2 separate regions of the Sus scrofa genome follow, and region 2 is linked to region 1. Evidence: chromatin contacts called from public HiChIP or PLAC-seq data. All regions are on one chromosome and are shown on one strand. The core of a region is the stretch at or near the end of the contact, and the rest is flanking DNA. Distances in the headings are between cores, read along the strand shown. Region 1 overlaps OPTN (optineurin). Region 2 has its middle 110 kb from the start of OPTN.

The links. HiChIP or PLAC-seq counts read pairs in DNA pulled down with a chosen protein or histone mark.
Region 2: an H3K27ac HiChIP or PLAC-seq map of alveolar macrophages shows a contact between it and region 1. The contact joins two enhancer-like sites. A contact is called at or near these places in 3 of 47 Hi-C or Micro-C datasets (brain, embryonic fibroblasts and skeletal muscle) and 1 of 2 datasets of contacts at active chromatin or transcription factors (alveolar macrophages).

Annotation. Positions count from the first base shown.
Region 1 is chr10:48,562,988-48,567,092 of Sscrofa11.1, forward strand. OPTN (optineurin) reads right to left here. Exons shown (of 13, transcript NM_213961.1): 4 at 3,490-3,563. Among named protein-coding and RNA genes, the nearest start is that of OPTN, 8.9 kb to the right of the region's middle. Within about 2 kb of position 1,789, at least 4 of the 83 cell types and tissues checked have an H3K27ac peak or open chromatin away from gene starts, as enhancers often do. A contact at or near this core is called in alveolar macrophages, where this site is marked.
Region 2 is chr10:48,678,559-48,682,439 of Sscrofa11.1, forward strand. No RefSeq gene overlaps it. Among named protein-coding and RNA genes, the nearest start is that of OPTN, 110 kb to the left of the region's middle. Within about 2 kb of position 1,838, at least 22 of the 83 cell types and tissues checked have an H3K27ac peak or open chromatin away from gene starts, as enhancers often do. A contact at or near this core is called in alveolar macrophages, where this site is marked.

The DNA.
Region 1 (4,105 bases), core at 539-3,038:
ATTGCCGCAGCTGTGGCAAAGGTCAAAACTCTGGCTCAGATTCAATCCCTGGCCCAGGATTTCCTTATGCCTGGAAAATATGGGTGGCCAACAAAGAAGATAATAATAACAATAAGTATCTCATTCTATTCACTGTTCCACCCCCTACTGCAATACATTAAAAAATAAAAATAAAAAAGATCTGGAGTTCCCGTCGTGGCACAGTGGTTAACGAATCCGACTAAGAACCATGAGGTTGCGGGTTTGGTCCCTGCCCTTGCTCAGTGGGTTAAAGGATCTGGTGTTGCCGTGAGCTGTGGTGTAGGTTGCAGACGCGACTCGGATCCCATGTTGCTGTGGCTCTGGCGTAGGCTGGTGGCTACAGCTCCGATTCAACCCCTAGCCTGGGAACCTCCATATGCCACAGGAACAGCCCAAGAAATGGCAAAAAGACAAAAAAAAAAAAAAAAAAAAAAAAGAATGACTGAATGTAAAAATAAAATACATGCATTAAAAAAAAAAAAAAAAAGATCTGCTTTCCAGAACATTCTCCAGTTAATTCTCATTTACAGACCAAGCTCAGCTGGCCTAATGACCACCAGGGCCTCCCTCCTCTGTGCTTTCCAGGAAAGGAGTGGGGACTGATGGGTAGGTTCACCTTATGCTGCACGTGTTCACTTTCTCCAAATAATCACCGTGTTCACAGCCCCAGACCAGAGGACCCAGGGAAACAGCTGTGCAGAGGTAGCCCTTGGTTTTGGTGACTGGTTTTCTTAGAGGACTAATCTCCAGGGACCAGAGTCACACAAAGAGCACAAGCATGGGCGCTCCTGTGGTGACGTGCAGGCCACCAGCCTTTCTCCAGCTTGACAGAAGTCATGACATTCTCAAGTCAGGAGAAGAAAATCATTTTTGTTTTGGTTTTAAACAATAGAGCAGCAAAATATCTTCACTGTTGGTATGTCAAATATTTTTCTCATTTTCAAAATTGGACTAAATCGAGAAACAGTTCAGTGACAAACGAAGAGAACCGTGACCACCACTGCACTAAGGAAACATTCTGGACAATTTCACTGATGCTAATGGCAGCTATGCCCTCTGTAATCCACTCAAATCCACATGTCTAAGAGCCAGGATTCAATCCCAGTTTCCAATTCCAAGGCTGAAACTCCAAACCTAGAAATTGCAGCTGTAGCTCTGATTTAACCCCTAGCCTGGGAACTTCCATATGCCTCAGATGCGGCCCTGAAAAGCAAAAAATAAAAAATTAATTAAAAAAAATAGCTGGGTGGGAGTTCCCACTGTGGCACAGTGGGCTAAAAATCCAGTGCAGGAGTTCCCGTCATGGTGCAGTGGTTAATGAATCTGACTAGGAACCATGAGGTTGCAGGTTCGTCCCTGGCCTTGCGCAGTGGGTTAACAATCTGGCATTGCCGTGAGTGAGCTGTGGTGTAGGTCGCAGATGCGGCTTGGATACCGCATTGCTGTGGCTCTGGCGTAGGCTGGTGGCTACAGCTCCGATTAGACCCCTAGCCTGGGAACCTTCATGTGCCGAGGGAGCAGGCCCAAGAAATGGCAAAAGGAAAAAAAAAATTCCAATGCAGCAGCTTGAGTTGCTGCAGAGGTACAGTTTGATTCCTTGGGCTTTCCTGGGGTGGTGCAGTGGGTTAAAGGATCCAGCGTTGCTGCAGCTGCAGCAGAGGTCGAAGCTGTGGCTCAGATTTAATCCCTGGTCAAATGCCACAGGTGGGGACATTAAAAAAAAAAAAAAAAAAGCTGTGTGGCTTAAAAGAGGAAGTGGTCTTTCTAGAGCTATAAATTAAAAGGAAGTGGCTTGGACATTTCAAACAGGGCTTTCTTCCTTCCCACCACTTCCAAGAAAGTCTTCTGATATTAAAAAAGCAATATAGGAGTTCCCTTCGTGGCTCAGTGGTTAATGAATCCGACTAGGAACCATGAGGTTGCGGGTTTGATCCCTGGCCTTGCTCAGTAGGTTAAGGATCCGGCGTTGCTGTGAGCTGTGGTGTAGGTTGCAGACACAGCTCAGATCCCGCATTGCTGTGGCTCTGGCGTAGGCCAGTGGCTACAGCTCTGATTAGACCCCTAGCCTGGGAACCTCCATATTCTGTGGGAGCGGCCCTAGAAAAGGCAAAAGCTAAAAAAAAAAAAAGCAATACAGGAGAGGAGGGGATGCTGAGGAATTTCTAACTAAAAAAGGAAGTAACTTTCATTCCTGCTAACTGCGCTGTTTGATGAAAGAATATTATCTAGTCCTTATTTCCTTCCTTATACAAGGGCTTATGAGAATAACTGAAAAAAATAATGCATTTTTGTTTTATGAGTATATTTATCAAGTTACAGAAGAAAGGATATTAAAAACCTCTAAGGGGAGTTCCTGTTGTAGCGCACTGGAAACCAATATGACTAGTATCCATAAGGATGAGGGTTCGATTCCTGGCCTCACTCAGTGGGTTAAGTATCCAGCATTGCTGTGAGCTGTGGTGTAGGTCACAGATGCGGCTGGATCCCAAGTTGTTGTGGCCGTGGCTATAGCTGTGGCCAGAGCTGTAGCCCTGATTGGACTCCTAGCCTGGGAATGTCCATATGCCACAATTGTGGCCCTAAAAAGCAAAAAAAAAAAAAAAAAAAAATCTCTGAGAGAAGAGATCCTTAGGGAAATTTTCAGATAGATATCTCTTGTACATAGATTCATACTCATAATCTGCTTACAGAAGATAAGCTACAGCCCATTATGGGTCAGAGCTACCTTCAAGAGTCTCAGGTGCTCAGTTACCCCTGTCATTTCTTCCTCGAGGTCCCCTGACCATTTAGGATGTCTGCTTCCTAATATCTACTCAGCACAAGTCTATCTGAGATTCCCCAGGTAAGATATCTGGGCACTTTCAAAAAACAGCCACCATCACTCAGAGTAACACTTGTCACTGTTGTGGAAGATCATCCAGCATTAGTCACCTTGGCTTGTACTTGGGAATGACAGGAAAGAGAAAATGGAAACATCCTCTTATCAGCTGGGCAGCTTGGTCTGGGTCAGACAGCAATGGTAAACAAATTAGGAAATATGGGTTTTTTAATAGAGAACAAGTTTGTTTTCACTTCCCATCGGATGGAGATGAGACACCCCTAAATAGAGTGGTGAGGGCTTAGTAAGCCTACAAAGCCACCGAACATTGTTTTTATTCTCTGCCAGTTTTGGCTGCAATGTTAAATAGCATTCAAATCAAACGTTCTTAATTTTTTAAATTTACTTTTTAGGTGGCACATGCGGAAGTTCCCAGCCAGGGATCAAACCCATGCCACAGCAATGACAATGCCAGATCTTTAACCCACTGAGCCTCCAGGGAACTCTCAAACTTGACCTTCTTGAAAGGTCCTGATATAAATTAGTAAGCGGCCTTTTAAGCCCACCATGTTTGACCTCCCAGTGGCGAGCTGAAAGTGACAAGAGTACCCAGCGGGTCTGCCTGACAGCCCTAGTCTGTCTTTACATACGTGTCAATGGAATCAGTTCTTATGGGCCCAGGACTTGTCTTGATTTCCTTCATTGCTGCATCTGCTTCTCCCTCCTGAGAAAGTAGAAATGAAAGAAATATAACGTAGTACATCTGCAAGACAAATTCTTTACCAAAAGAGAAAAAGACAAAAGATCAAGAATTTGGATGACATACAACCCCAGGAACCTATCAAACACTGCAATGTGAGATGTTTTAAATTTGGTCACTGAAATGGAGTGGAAATTTACCCTCCCCTCAGCCTGCAAGCTCTGTCAGGATTATAAATATCCAGGCGAAGACAAGGTCAGGCTCCTCTCATTCAGCATACTCAACCTGACCCCACACACAGAAAAGCTTATCTCCTTCTCTCTCTCCTTGGCAGCTCCCTTCCTCCCCGAGTTAAGGTCATATAGACCTAGTGACAATTCCCTGTATCTTTCCCATAGAGTCTTTTAAAATGCAAAATGTGGAGTTCCATTGTGACTCAGCAGTAACCAACCCAACTAGTATCCATGAGCATTCAGGTTCCATCCCTGGCCTCACTCAGTGGGTTAAGGATCTGGCGTTGCCATGAGCTGCAGTGTAGGTCAGTGACACAGCTTGGATCTGGCATT
Region 2 (3,881 bases), core at 588-3,087, 120 kb after region 1:
TGATGTAAGTTGCAGACATGGCTTGGATCCTCAGTTGCCGTGGCTGTGGTGTAGGCTAGCAGCCTCAGCTCCCAACCCCTAGCCTGGGAACCTCCATAATGCCATGGGTGCAGCCCTAAAAAGACAAAAAGACAAAAAAAAACAAAAACAAAAATGTTATTTGCACCATATCTTTCCTTAGTCAATCTACTTGTTGGTGTGCTGAGTTCTAGGAAAGGGAGCCAGCTTTTTTAGGGGTTTGGGGACCACTTCTCTAGTGCTCAGAAGCTCCTAGCTCCCTGGAGTATCTTAATCAGGAGAAAGACCTTAGTACATATTTGTGTTCAGCTGTGAGTTTTCAAAAAATATGTTTATTAAGAGTTAAATATAAACATTGACGTATTGTTTTACAGAAAATTGGGGTCTTTTGGGAACTGCTTATACCTGGATTATAGTTAAATATTTGTGTAACAGGATTTAGTGAGGTACAGGGGCTTTGGCAGTAAGGACGAAGAAGGAGGTCGGGAGAAGGTCCACCCTGTGATGACACTACACTGCCTTCAATCTTGTAAGTTTCCCACTTGGATTTGGTCAGGTCCCCCATTATAAGCACTCCAACAATAGACTTCTTCCATTTGGAGCTACATATTTTTGCCCTGCAACTTTTTCAGTTACAGCAGTGTTTAGAGGCCAAGAATTTAGACAAATTAGACTTGAAATCAGACTTTCAAATTGTTGTACAACAAAATTAAGGGAGTTCCCTTAGTGGCTCAGCAGTTAACAAGGCCAAAGGGGCAGCTGGAAGAGAAAAGAGAAATCTGAGATACTTTCTTGAAAATAAATCGGGGAGTTCCCGTGGTGGTGCAGTGGTTAACGAACCCGACTAGGAACCATTAGGTTGCAGGTTCGATCCCTGCCCTTGCTCAGTGGGTTAGGGATCCGGTGTTGCCGTGAGCTGTGGTGTAGGTCGCAGACGCAGCTAGGATCCCGCGTTGCTGTGGCTCTGGCGTAGGCTGGCGGCTACCGCTCCGATTCGACCCCTAGCCTGGGAACCTCCATATGCCGCGGGAGCGGCCCAAGAAATGGCAAAAAAGAAAAAAAAAAAAAAAAGAAAGAAAGAAAAGAAATCGACCACTGTGAAGGTGCTCTGCAGGATAGCAGATGACAGGGACATCTCATGTCAAGGATGAAACTCCATGTGTGAGAATAGAACTTTCCAGAGATATGAATCAGAGCCAGAGGACAGACTGACTTCAAACACAAAATAAAACCCCAGCGGTGTTAACATTATTGTCGGCATTGCTGATTCTGGATCAAATCCAGCTTGTGACATGTCCCCTGAGACACGGACCAGCCCAACAAAAGAAAACACCTGGGCTGGTTATCCAGCAATGCCTACTTCTCTCGGCTGTTCCTCGTTTATTCAACCTGGCTGCTGGGATACAGTAAAACAGAGCTGCATTCCTGCAGCTAGATACTGGTAAAATCTAACTGCATCGCGGTGGCTGGGAAGTAAGAAAACATAACGAATCAGAATTCGTTTTTTTCCCCCAAGTTGCAGTTGCGACCTATGGTGCCAGACCATTTCACCTACTGTGCCTGCTGTGGATCAAACCTATCTCCTGGAGCTGCTGAGGCACTGCCACAGAGGAAACTACCCACTGTCATATATATTTTTTTTTCAGTCACTTTTGATGGAGTGTTACATAACCCTCTCCCAATCTGTTTTGATGGAAAAACTCACTGCCCTCTGCAGCTCGGTCACGATATAGACACTCAGCCCTCTCTCGGTCCGTTATGATGGAGCAATAACCAGCCGTCTGGTCTGTTTTGATGGATTGACTCATATCAAGCTCCTGGCTGGCCTGAATGCAGTGAAACACTGCCCTCTGCCGGCGAGGATAGTGCAATACACAGCTCTCTCCAAGCCAGGTGGGTTTGTTGTTGTTGTTGTTGTTTGTTTTTGTCTTTCTAGGGCCGCACCTGCTGCATACGGCAGTTCCCAGATCAGGGGTTAAATCCGAGCTGCAGCTGCCAGCCTACACCACAGCCATAGCAACACCAGATCCAAGCCACGTCTGCGACCTACACCACAGCCCCAACTCACTGAGCAGGGCCAGCGATGGAACCGCGTCCTTACGAATACTAGCCGGGGTTCGTTACCACAGAGCCACAAACGGTAACTCGTCCAGGGCAGTTTTGATGGAGACACAGATCTTCACCGCCAGCCGGGATGGAGCTACACACTGCCCTCTGCTGGAGAATCTGGATGACCCAAAGAACAGTCTCCTCTCGAAGAGACAGGATGGAGCAGCATGCAGCAGTCGTCTCCCGACCTGTTTTAATGGAGCAACACACCGCCCTCTGCTGGCCAAACTGGATGGCGCAACAGTTCTCTTGAAGCGGACTTTCTCCCATAAATCCCATATTTTATATAAAATATTAAATTTTCTCTTGTTAAATTTTTATAAAAATTCCAAATATACCCAAAAATAGAGTATGACAAACCCCCAGATACCAATTATTCAGCTTCAATAACCATCAATATTTTGCCATACTTGTTTCATCAATAGTTTTGTTTTTGTTGTCTTTTTGCCTTTTCTAGGGCCGCACCCGAGGCATATGGAGATTCCCAGGCTAGGAGTCGAATGGGAGCTGTAGCTGCCAAGCCTACGCCAGAGCCATAGCAATGCTGGATCCAAGCCGCATCTGCAACCTACACCACAGCTCACCTCAATGCCAGATCCTTAACCCACTGAGCAAGGCCAGGGATCCAACACGCAACCTCATGGTTCTTAGTCGGATTCGTTAACCACTGAGCCAGACGGGAACTCCAATAGTTTTTTTTTTTTTAAGTGAGGATATATTAAAGCAAATCCAAGTTTTAAGTCCTGATGTCACTAAGTACTTCATTAGGCACCTAAAAAGAAGAAATTATTCTATCACATAACCATAATGCCATTAACATACCCAACAAAATTATGAAATCCAACTTCATAAAATTTCTTCAAATACCTAAAACAATCTTTCTTACTATAGGTTTATTTGAAACACTGTATAAAGTTTTTACATGACTTAGATCTGTTTCGTATTTCTTTCACACTAGAATATTCCCCACCCTCTTCCCTTTTTTCTTCCCATGCCATTGGGTAGTCAGGAAAAATCGAGTCTGGAGTCCTGAAGAATTTGCCACACTCCGAATTTGGCTGCAAAGCCATTTCTTAAGCTGTGAACCCAATGGCCAGGATTTCCAGAGGAGCAACCTTTGATCTAGTGGAGCACCCTGTGCTGCCTCACTGGTGCAATGGGCAGGCTTGTAACTGTGTCCACACTCCTCTACTCCTCCCTGGGATCCAGGAGGAAGAAAGTAACCAGCCACTCAGAACCCCAAGAAATAGATTTTCTCCAGGGGAAATACCTTTTCTCTCTAACGGATTTCCAAAAAGAGCTGGAAAGGAGAGCAGTCCTCCCATGATCCAGGTAGAGAAAGAGTAGCCTGGGGCTGTGTAGGAGCTCTGCTGGGAGAGAACAAAAGTTGATTGTCTACAGAAAAAAAAAAAAAAAAGTGTTCCACAAGAGGAAGCTCCCATCACAGACAAAGGACTTGCTGAAGCTTAGCTGTAGAGGCTTCAGTCTCTTGTTGGAAAGCTCATAGCAAGAAACAGCCTGGGTGCTCAGATGTGCTTGCTTATCTATGAGCCCTGCTCCTTTCTTTGTGCTCACAGACACGGAGCCCAGATCTGCAGATGAGAAAGAAGAATATGGATGATGTTCACAGCAGCTTGGAGCACTTGGCAACCAGCACCTTCTCCAGATAGAGAGCTTCTGGGAGGGAAGAATTTATGGGCTGGCCAGGTGGCCTCTTGTGGACACCTCCCAAGCAGCCCTGCTGGCTCATTTGG